Linked DNA regions of Bactrocera dorsalis: region 1 is linked to region 2. Evidence: chromatin contacts called from public Hi-C data. All regions are on one chromosome and are shown on one strand. Each heading gives the region's core, a stretch centred on a gene start, on an enhancer-like site or on the middle of the called end of the contact. The rest is flanking DNA. Distances are from core to core; before and after follow the strand shown. Region 1 overlaps LOC105222577 (serine/threonine-protein kinase tousled-like 1). Region 2 overlaps LOC105222577 (serine/threonine-protein kinase tousled-like 1).

Region 1 (3,582 bases), core at 185-2,684, 100 kb before region 2:
CAATATGGCAGCAGCGGTGGCTAAAAAGTTTTGTGAACCCGGCATCCATTCGTGGATAGATAGACGACATGGGGACCTCGATTTCCACCTAACACAGATTCCAGCACGACATTATTCCGAATTGTCTGATGTGTTCGGTTTGAAGACTCTCGGTATTAGTATTGCAGTGAAAAATTTGGCGACACTCATGTGTCAGCTCATGACAAAACTGAGACATATAGAGCAGCAGCCGTCAGTCTGTGCAATGGAGCAGACTTCAATGTCTTATCACTCCACCGAAGTAGTACATAATCAGGTGGTTCCATGGGAGAGTCTGGAGTTGGGAGTAGGTAAAAACAAAATAAATAAAAGCTAGAGGCAGCTTTTACTCTCCAGCTAAAGTTCCCAGTAAGAACTCCAAACCCACATATCTTTTTTATTTAAATTTAAATAATTTTCCTATTTGGCTGTTTTACTGAATAAAATCTGAAAATGATGGATTTTAATTTTTTATTATCAAAAATATGGCAATCCTTGCCGACAATTTGCTAAAAAGCAATATAACAGTGCGATAATTTAATATGGTGGCAGTACGTAATTCGAACAAAAGTTTATGTCCACTGATTACTATCCACTTAAGCGCTGTGGAATGGGCACCCGAGCGATTTGCACAAAACAAATGCCGACAGCTTTGTGGATACAAAAACAAATGCACACATACATAAAAATAAATATAAAACTTTTTGTGTGCCATTTATTTATAATTATTTATGGTTATTATGTAGGTGGAATTTATGTATGCACTGCGCATTTGAGTATTCAAACAATTAGGCAACTATTTAAGAGATTATAGCATGTTAATGAAGTTATTTCATCTACACCCATAGATATTTATATTATATTAATATATAAATTATTTATAAAAAACGCTATTAATAACGAATTATTGCATGTAATTAACTCGTTTGCACATAAAATTCCAACAAATTCCACACAAATAGTTATTAAAGCCTCGTCATTAAAAAACACAAGCACCAGTCATGCGAAAAGGCGAAAATTTAAGAGAAGGTCGTTGGTTTACTTGTGCATATTCTACATACATGCATACATACATATGTATGGTATGTTTTTGTGTCGATTCGTTTAGCGTCGCTCGGCGTTTGGCTGCACACATTGAGCGTGTAGTCGTCTCGTTTACAGCATTCGTTTCTTGCTGTGCGCTCCCCAGCTGGATTATCACCTCATCATGCGGTAGTTCCGTTGCCGTTCCCGTTTCTATTGCTCTTGCTGCTGCTGACTGACTGGCTCCCCATTTTAATCTGTACATACATACATACGTACGCTTCTCATTTCGCATATTTCGTTTCATTTCTCACTTGTCTTAGGCGACTTTATCACACGTCTAGCATTCCAACCATTCCATTGAAATTGTGTTGTGTTGGGGAGCAGCTGTGCGCTGTGCGCGCTGTTATGGCGCTCTCCGCTTATGTTTGCGGTGTCGTTTGGTCGTGCGGCGCACCGGAAGGTCGCTTTACCGCAACAATAACACCAACAACCGAACTATTTATTATGAAAATCGTGCAAACAATGTTATCGTATCTCTCAACATTTTTATATTCTATCGTCGTCGTTGTTGTCGTCGTCGTCGCCTGCGACGTTGTTGCTATTGCTGTCGCTTCGTCAGCAGCGTAATCGTTAATATGTTTACATACGTATATTTACATACATACATTTATGTATTTTTTTTAAATATTATACTATTTTTAGCTTCAGACGCACGCTGTTGCTCGGCTGTGCTTGCGAGTGCATTTTTTCGCCTTCATAGTATTCGCTTTGCTGGTGTTGCTGTTTTTTCGGTTGTTTGCTTCGTCGGTTGACGTTGACGTTGTTTTTGTTCGTTGGCATCGAACTTGTTTGCTTGCCGTCAGCTGTTGTGCTATGCATTTTAAATGGTTGTTGGTCGGGTGAGTGGTTCAATGTGGGCTATCTATCGCGTGTTTTATCGTGTGCTTCGTGTTCGCTTTGGGGGGTACTCGAGGGTAATTACTTTAGCGCCTCTGGTTAGTTAGTTTGTTGGGGTCGTTTTCCGTTCAGACCACTCAAAGTAATACCTATATTTATTTGCTTGTATGAGCCAGCTTGGAAAATGTGGTACGTTTCAATGGCTGCGGAACAGGTTTGGCGTGCGATTTAGTTGTTGAAGATTTGTGTTGCTTTTCTTCGTGTCTTGTGCTCTTGTAATTGAATTGAGTGGATGTTGTCTCAACGAAATTCATGTGGGATCTAATGTAAATTAAATCCATTTTTTATTAGTTTGTATAAGATAGTAGCTACTTTAAAGCGGCAATAGGGTTTCCAAGTGTTTCGGGTATTATGGAATTTTAGTGTATAGTCTGATATAGGAGGTGTGTATATAAATGTATTGAGACGTCCTTTCTTATTTTGATTAATTTATAAATGTTCTTTAAAATATGGTGGGCACGATGTACAGATTTATACTGGGTATATCCCTAGAATTTCTTTATTTGGAACAATAAAAATTTGTTTAAACTTTAGAAATTTAAAATAGGGGAAAATGTAACCGAATTATCCCTTGTCCCCTATTTATCTGATATGGTCATTTGACCTGGATTCACAAATCTTTAATATCGCCTTCAAAATACATAGGCTTCTCAACCAACAGAAGCATGTCAACGCTTTATCTCATTTTCTATACACCTGTTCTATGCTTCGGCTGAGATGTCCTTTAGTGCCTTCAGCGAATTTTGGGTTTTTTCGGTTATATTTGTCTATGTCTCGTCACAAGTAAACATGCGTTTGGGGAATGCAGGCTGCGCCTCGACATGCAACTCTTTTGCGCCGTCAATTTTGCAAAAATTTCGGACTTTTGGTTCGAGTTTAACATTGATACGTGTAATACCCAAAACATTAACCAAATTCTTGGCGATACTTTAGAGAGGTTGAGATCCTTTCTTTCCCATGCCTAGACGAAGGCAAAGAAGATGTGGAACTTAAATTTTTCGAAATGATCGTCATTAAGCGCGGTGGATGGACAACTCAAATGAAGTAAGTTTTCGATGGTTTCGCGATCTTCATTGAAGTGACACAAAGCTACTCAACTATTTGACTTCTTGATCGAGTAGACAGCTCAAAATACTTCTACAATATTTTCAACGTTCTTATTGCCATGACTTCCTTAGAATTTAGCAAAAAAAAGTCTAGCGAAAACGCCCGGGTCGAATTTGAATAGATGGTATATCAAATATTTCTTAAACTTTACCATATTGTCGGATCAACTATCAAACAGCAGAAAGGTTAGACGAAACCACTAGTTAAACATTAGGAAAACCAAAGCACGTAAATGGAATAGGGAGTTCGGAGCCATGAGAAAAAATGTATATGATACAACCAAATAATTCAATTAGTGCACCTTGGCAACTCTTTTAACAACACAACGACTAAATTATACTGTCTCGCCATTGCTGCTTCGTTGGTCATCTCGTACAGCAACATCGTAGCCTTCGTCGTCACAGGCTCGTCGTTTCAGCTGATTTATAAGCTTACAATGCAATAAAAGTTGCACTCTGGCCACCAAAATGAATC
Region 2 (4,020 bases), core at 352-2,851:
TAGTAAGTCTTTGTTCATTGGTTTAAATTCTTAATTTATTCTTCAAAATTTGGAGACGAAACAGATCAAAGTAATCCCCATTTTTTCAATCAAAAAGCCGTTTGAGTTTTCTGAATAGCCAGAAGACACACGGAGCTAAAGCAGACGAATACGTTGATTGCGAAACGATGTTGGTTGAAAATTTGGTTAAAAATTCACGAAAATTCAATGCAGTATGGCACGGTCCATTATCGTGGTGTGAAAACCAAGAATTGTCGGTCCATAATTCTGATCTCTTTTTACGAATAACTTCGTGGCCCATAATTCCGACCACTTTTTATGAATAACTTCGTGCAAACGACGCATAACATTCAAATAGTATTCCTTGTTGACGGTTTGGTCAGTCATAATGAATTCGGAGTGCAGCACACTTTCATAAACGACGAAAACTGTCAACATAACCTTGATTTCAGACCTGCTCTGACGTGGGTTTTCTGCTTCAGTTCCCCCTTTGCCACGATAATCGGCCGAATGATCGTCTGTTTCCGGGTCATAGGCATAGATTCAAGACTCAACGCCAGGAATAATACGTTTCGTGACATCATGGTTATCGAAAAGCATTGCTTCACAGATATTCCAACGATGCCAGTAAGATCTCTGACGGTTAATTGTCAATTCTCAAGCACCAATTCCTTTATTTTATTGACGTGTTGATCATCAGATGATGTTGATGGATGTCCTGGATGTGGTTCGTCGTCAAAGAGTTCTCGACTGTTAAATTAAAAAGTCTTACTATTTTTTGCCCACAGTACCGTTTGGATAATTTTGTCGGCCAAAGATTTGAATTCTTAGATTTTATCTTTCTAGCGTATCTAAACACCCTTTATTGATTGATTTTTGTATTACCGACCACGTCAAGTCATCAACAGTTGGTCGCGATAAGGCGAAGTTATAGCAAATACACGTACTACACAATTATGCCACTTAACGTCAATGATTTTTACAATGGCAATTGATTAAGGATTGATTGTTTTAAGAATTAAAATCTAGAAACGTATGTATGACATTTTTTGAGTTTCTAGGCGTATATTTAGGCAAAAAGGGTGAAAAAAAAAATATTGGAAAAAAGTATTTTATTTTTCTTAAAAAAGAACATAAAATCATTAATTGAAATTTAGCTGTAAAACTACCGTCTGCGACACGTGCATATCTATAACTAGATTACCGATCGCAATTTTTGCTCCTGATCATTCAAATGTATCAATGTATGTATGTATATCACTTCTGGTTTATACTGTTTGCTTTTTTTTTGCGTAAAATACCAACATATCTCGCTGCTAAACCGCCACAACGCATTATTCGCCGCTATTCGCTATTTTATCAGTCGCTATCTGATATTTTATTGCATTAAATACCTAATTAGGTAAGCATGTCATGTCGGTGAAATATTTTAAATTATTCGAGTATGCGATTGAAATGTGAAAGACAATTTATAGCGCATTGTCAGAGCGTTGCCATTTCAGACACTATATAATATTGTATATATGTACTATATACGTATACTATATACGGATGTGAGTGTAATACTGTGTGCCGCACAACAGTCAAGTGTCTCTTTACACACATTTTATATTATAATTAAGTACATATGTACATATTTATATGTGGTATATACATACATATGCACTACATTTAGATACAACGTGAGTTAGTGTGCTGATGTGTAAATACATAAGTGATAGTCAGCCGATCGTGCGCTCGATCTGTGGGTGCAGGCGTTCATTTCTTTGTGACTTTGAGAAAAATAAAAATAATAAAGTGAAATAGTAAGTGAACACATAAATTATATACATTTGTATATGTATGTATATGTTCATATGAAAATCAAGTCACCAAACACATGACTTTTATTATTCACCGATTTCATGCTGACAAATTAGCTTTGTCCACGGCATATTTGAGTTTTAGACATTGTATAGACACATAGGTATATATAAACATATAAACATATATACACATAGTATGTATTTATGAAATACTTCAGCACTAAATTAAAAATATTTCTTGTTACTTGAACATAACACTTGTTAGAATAATTTAAATGGAAATAAATCTTAATACAAAGCATTAGGAATTATGTATATCTACTAAAAAAAAATAAAATTTAAAAAAATGTATATAGCAAAAAAAATATTAACCAAAAAAAATATAAAAAAAAATATTTTAATTTTTTTTTAAATTCATTAAAACACAAATACTTTAAAAACTAAAATATTAATAATAATTTAAATAAGTAAAAACAATTTTCAAAAGTTATATTTAAAAAAAATATTTACCAAAAAATTATCTAACATTTATTACAAAGAAAAAAATGTTAAAAATAAGTGAAACAATTATTAAAAAAATTTATTTAAAAAAATTATAAAAAAATGTTTAAAAATAAATATTACAATTTTTTTTTTTAATTATTAAGGGGTCATAGGGTAATCTGGTCTGTTCATTTGACATTTTTTTTCATAGAAATTTTTATTTGACAATAGAATTTTTTCTCATATCATGAGGTATATGGTGGGGTGTATAAACAAATTTTTTCGGAATTTTTTGATGTCATCTGTCGGAGAAATGGCTGGGTGAATCTGATCCCCCCTGACCCCTAACGAAACAAACACTTTAAAAAATACTAAATTTTATTATTAAACTAAAATTATACTATTATTAAAGAAATACATACATTTATTATTTAAAAAATATATAATTTTTTTAATTATTAAAAAACAAATTTCTTAAAAAAACAACTAATATTTTTTTTTCATTTTACAACCTTATGACTAAGCGCTGTTATTCTTATTCACTAGGTGAATGCTAACCAAAACTAAAAATAAACAATTTTCTAAGTCCATAAATTTTCTTTTAATATCTAGTGCCGGCCAGTGAACCGGAAATTATAATAGAGTTTGTTATTTTCTTAGTTGCCCTAATTATTTTCTTTTACCGCGTGTTGAGTGATATGTGCCAAGGTATACCTACATATGTACATATGTACTTATATATGTATATACTTAAATTCATTTTTAGACTCGAATATTTTATTTTGTATACTATGTTTGCCTTAAACAAATGCTTTGCAATTTATCAACTATAAATAGAAGCTAAAATAAGGTAAGGAATGCTCGAAAAGTAATTGAATACATTGATAACAGTGATGTTTATCGATTTGTTTTATTCAAAAATGCTATGCGGTGTTGCTTATTTTCCGGGACTAAATATAACTTTTTCAAAATTGTGTACATAAACATTGTGACCAAAAAATAACCGGAAATTTTAAAAATTATTCATCAATATTTATTTTGCCGCCTTCAAAGTAATACCCACCAGATGTAATACACTTATGTCAATGATTTTGTCGGATGACCTTCAGCTGCTTCAGCGAATTTTGTTTTATCTCTTCGATCGACTGAAAATGAGACCCACAGAGCGGCGCTTTCAGTTTGGGGAGTAAGAAAAAATCAGACGGAGCCACGTCTGGTGAATGCGGTGGTTGATCGATGGTACTAACTTCGTTTTTGGCTTTAAATTCGATCACAATCATGAATCAAAATCAAGGTTTATCAATACGAGTCGAGTAAGAACGCGTTTCATACCCAAAAGATCCACCAAAATCCTTCGAACCGATTCGCGAGAGATGTCGTGCTCTCTTGGCATCTATCTAACACTTGCCAGACTATTTTCAAGCACCATATCCTCCACTTTTTTAATATTTAATCAGTTGAAGGGGTCGAAGGTCATCCAGAACGAGGCATGTCTTCAAGGATTTCTCGACCGTCTTTAAAGGCTTTGTACCACCTGTAGGCTTGTGTTCTTGAATCGCCGTAAGCCTTTTCCTACATTCACAACGGTTCTGCACACGAAATTTGGTGAGAAATACACATCCATTGTAGAAATCGCGAAGCACTACTGAAGTGTACCAACTTAAACAACTGCTGTAATAAAACTGGTTGATAGATCGTGCTTATATTTGCATTGTAATTATGGACAGTCCTA

Evidence for each region. Hi-C and Micro-C count contacts between places; a contact is called where the count stands out from the background.
Region 1: a contact with region 2 is called in a Hi-C map of whole body, with 4 times the contacts expected there. The contact joins two enhancer-like sites. A contact is called at or near these places in 2 of 2 Hi-C or Micro-C datasets (both in whole body).

Annotation. Positions count from the first base shown.
Region 1 is chr4:44,513,838-44,517,419 of ASM2337382v1, reverse strand. All of the region lies in intron 1 of LOC105222577 (serine/threonine-protein kinase tousled-like 1), which reads left to right. Among protein-coding and RNA genes, the nearest start is that of LOC105222577, 47 kb to the left of the region's middle. Within about 2 kb of position 1,434, the one cell type or tissue checked has open chromatin away from gene starts, as enhancers often do.
Region 2 is chr4:44,412,587-44,416,606 of ASM2337382v1, reverse strand. All of the region lies in intron 1 of LOC105222577 (serine/threonine-protein kinase tousled-like 1), which reads left to right. Among protein-coding and RNA genes, the nearest start is that of LOC125778435, 18 kb to the right of the region's middle. Within about 2 kb of position 1,601, the one cell type or tissue checked has open chromatin away from gene starts, as enhancers often do.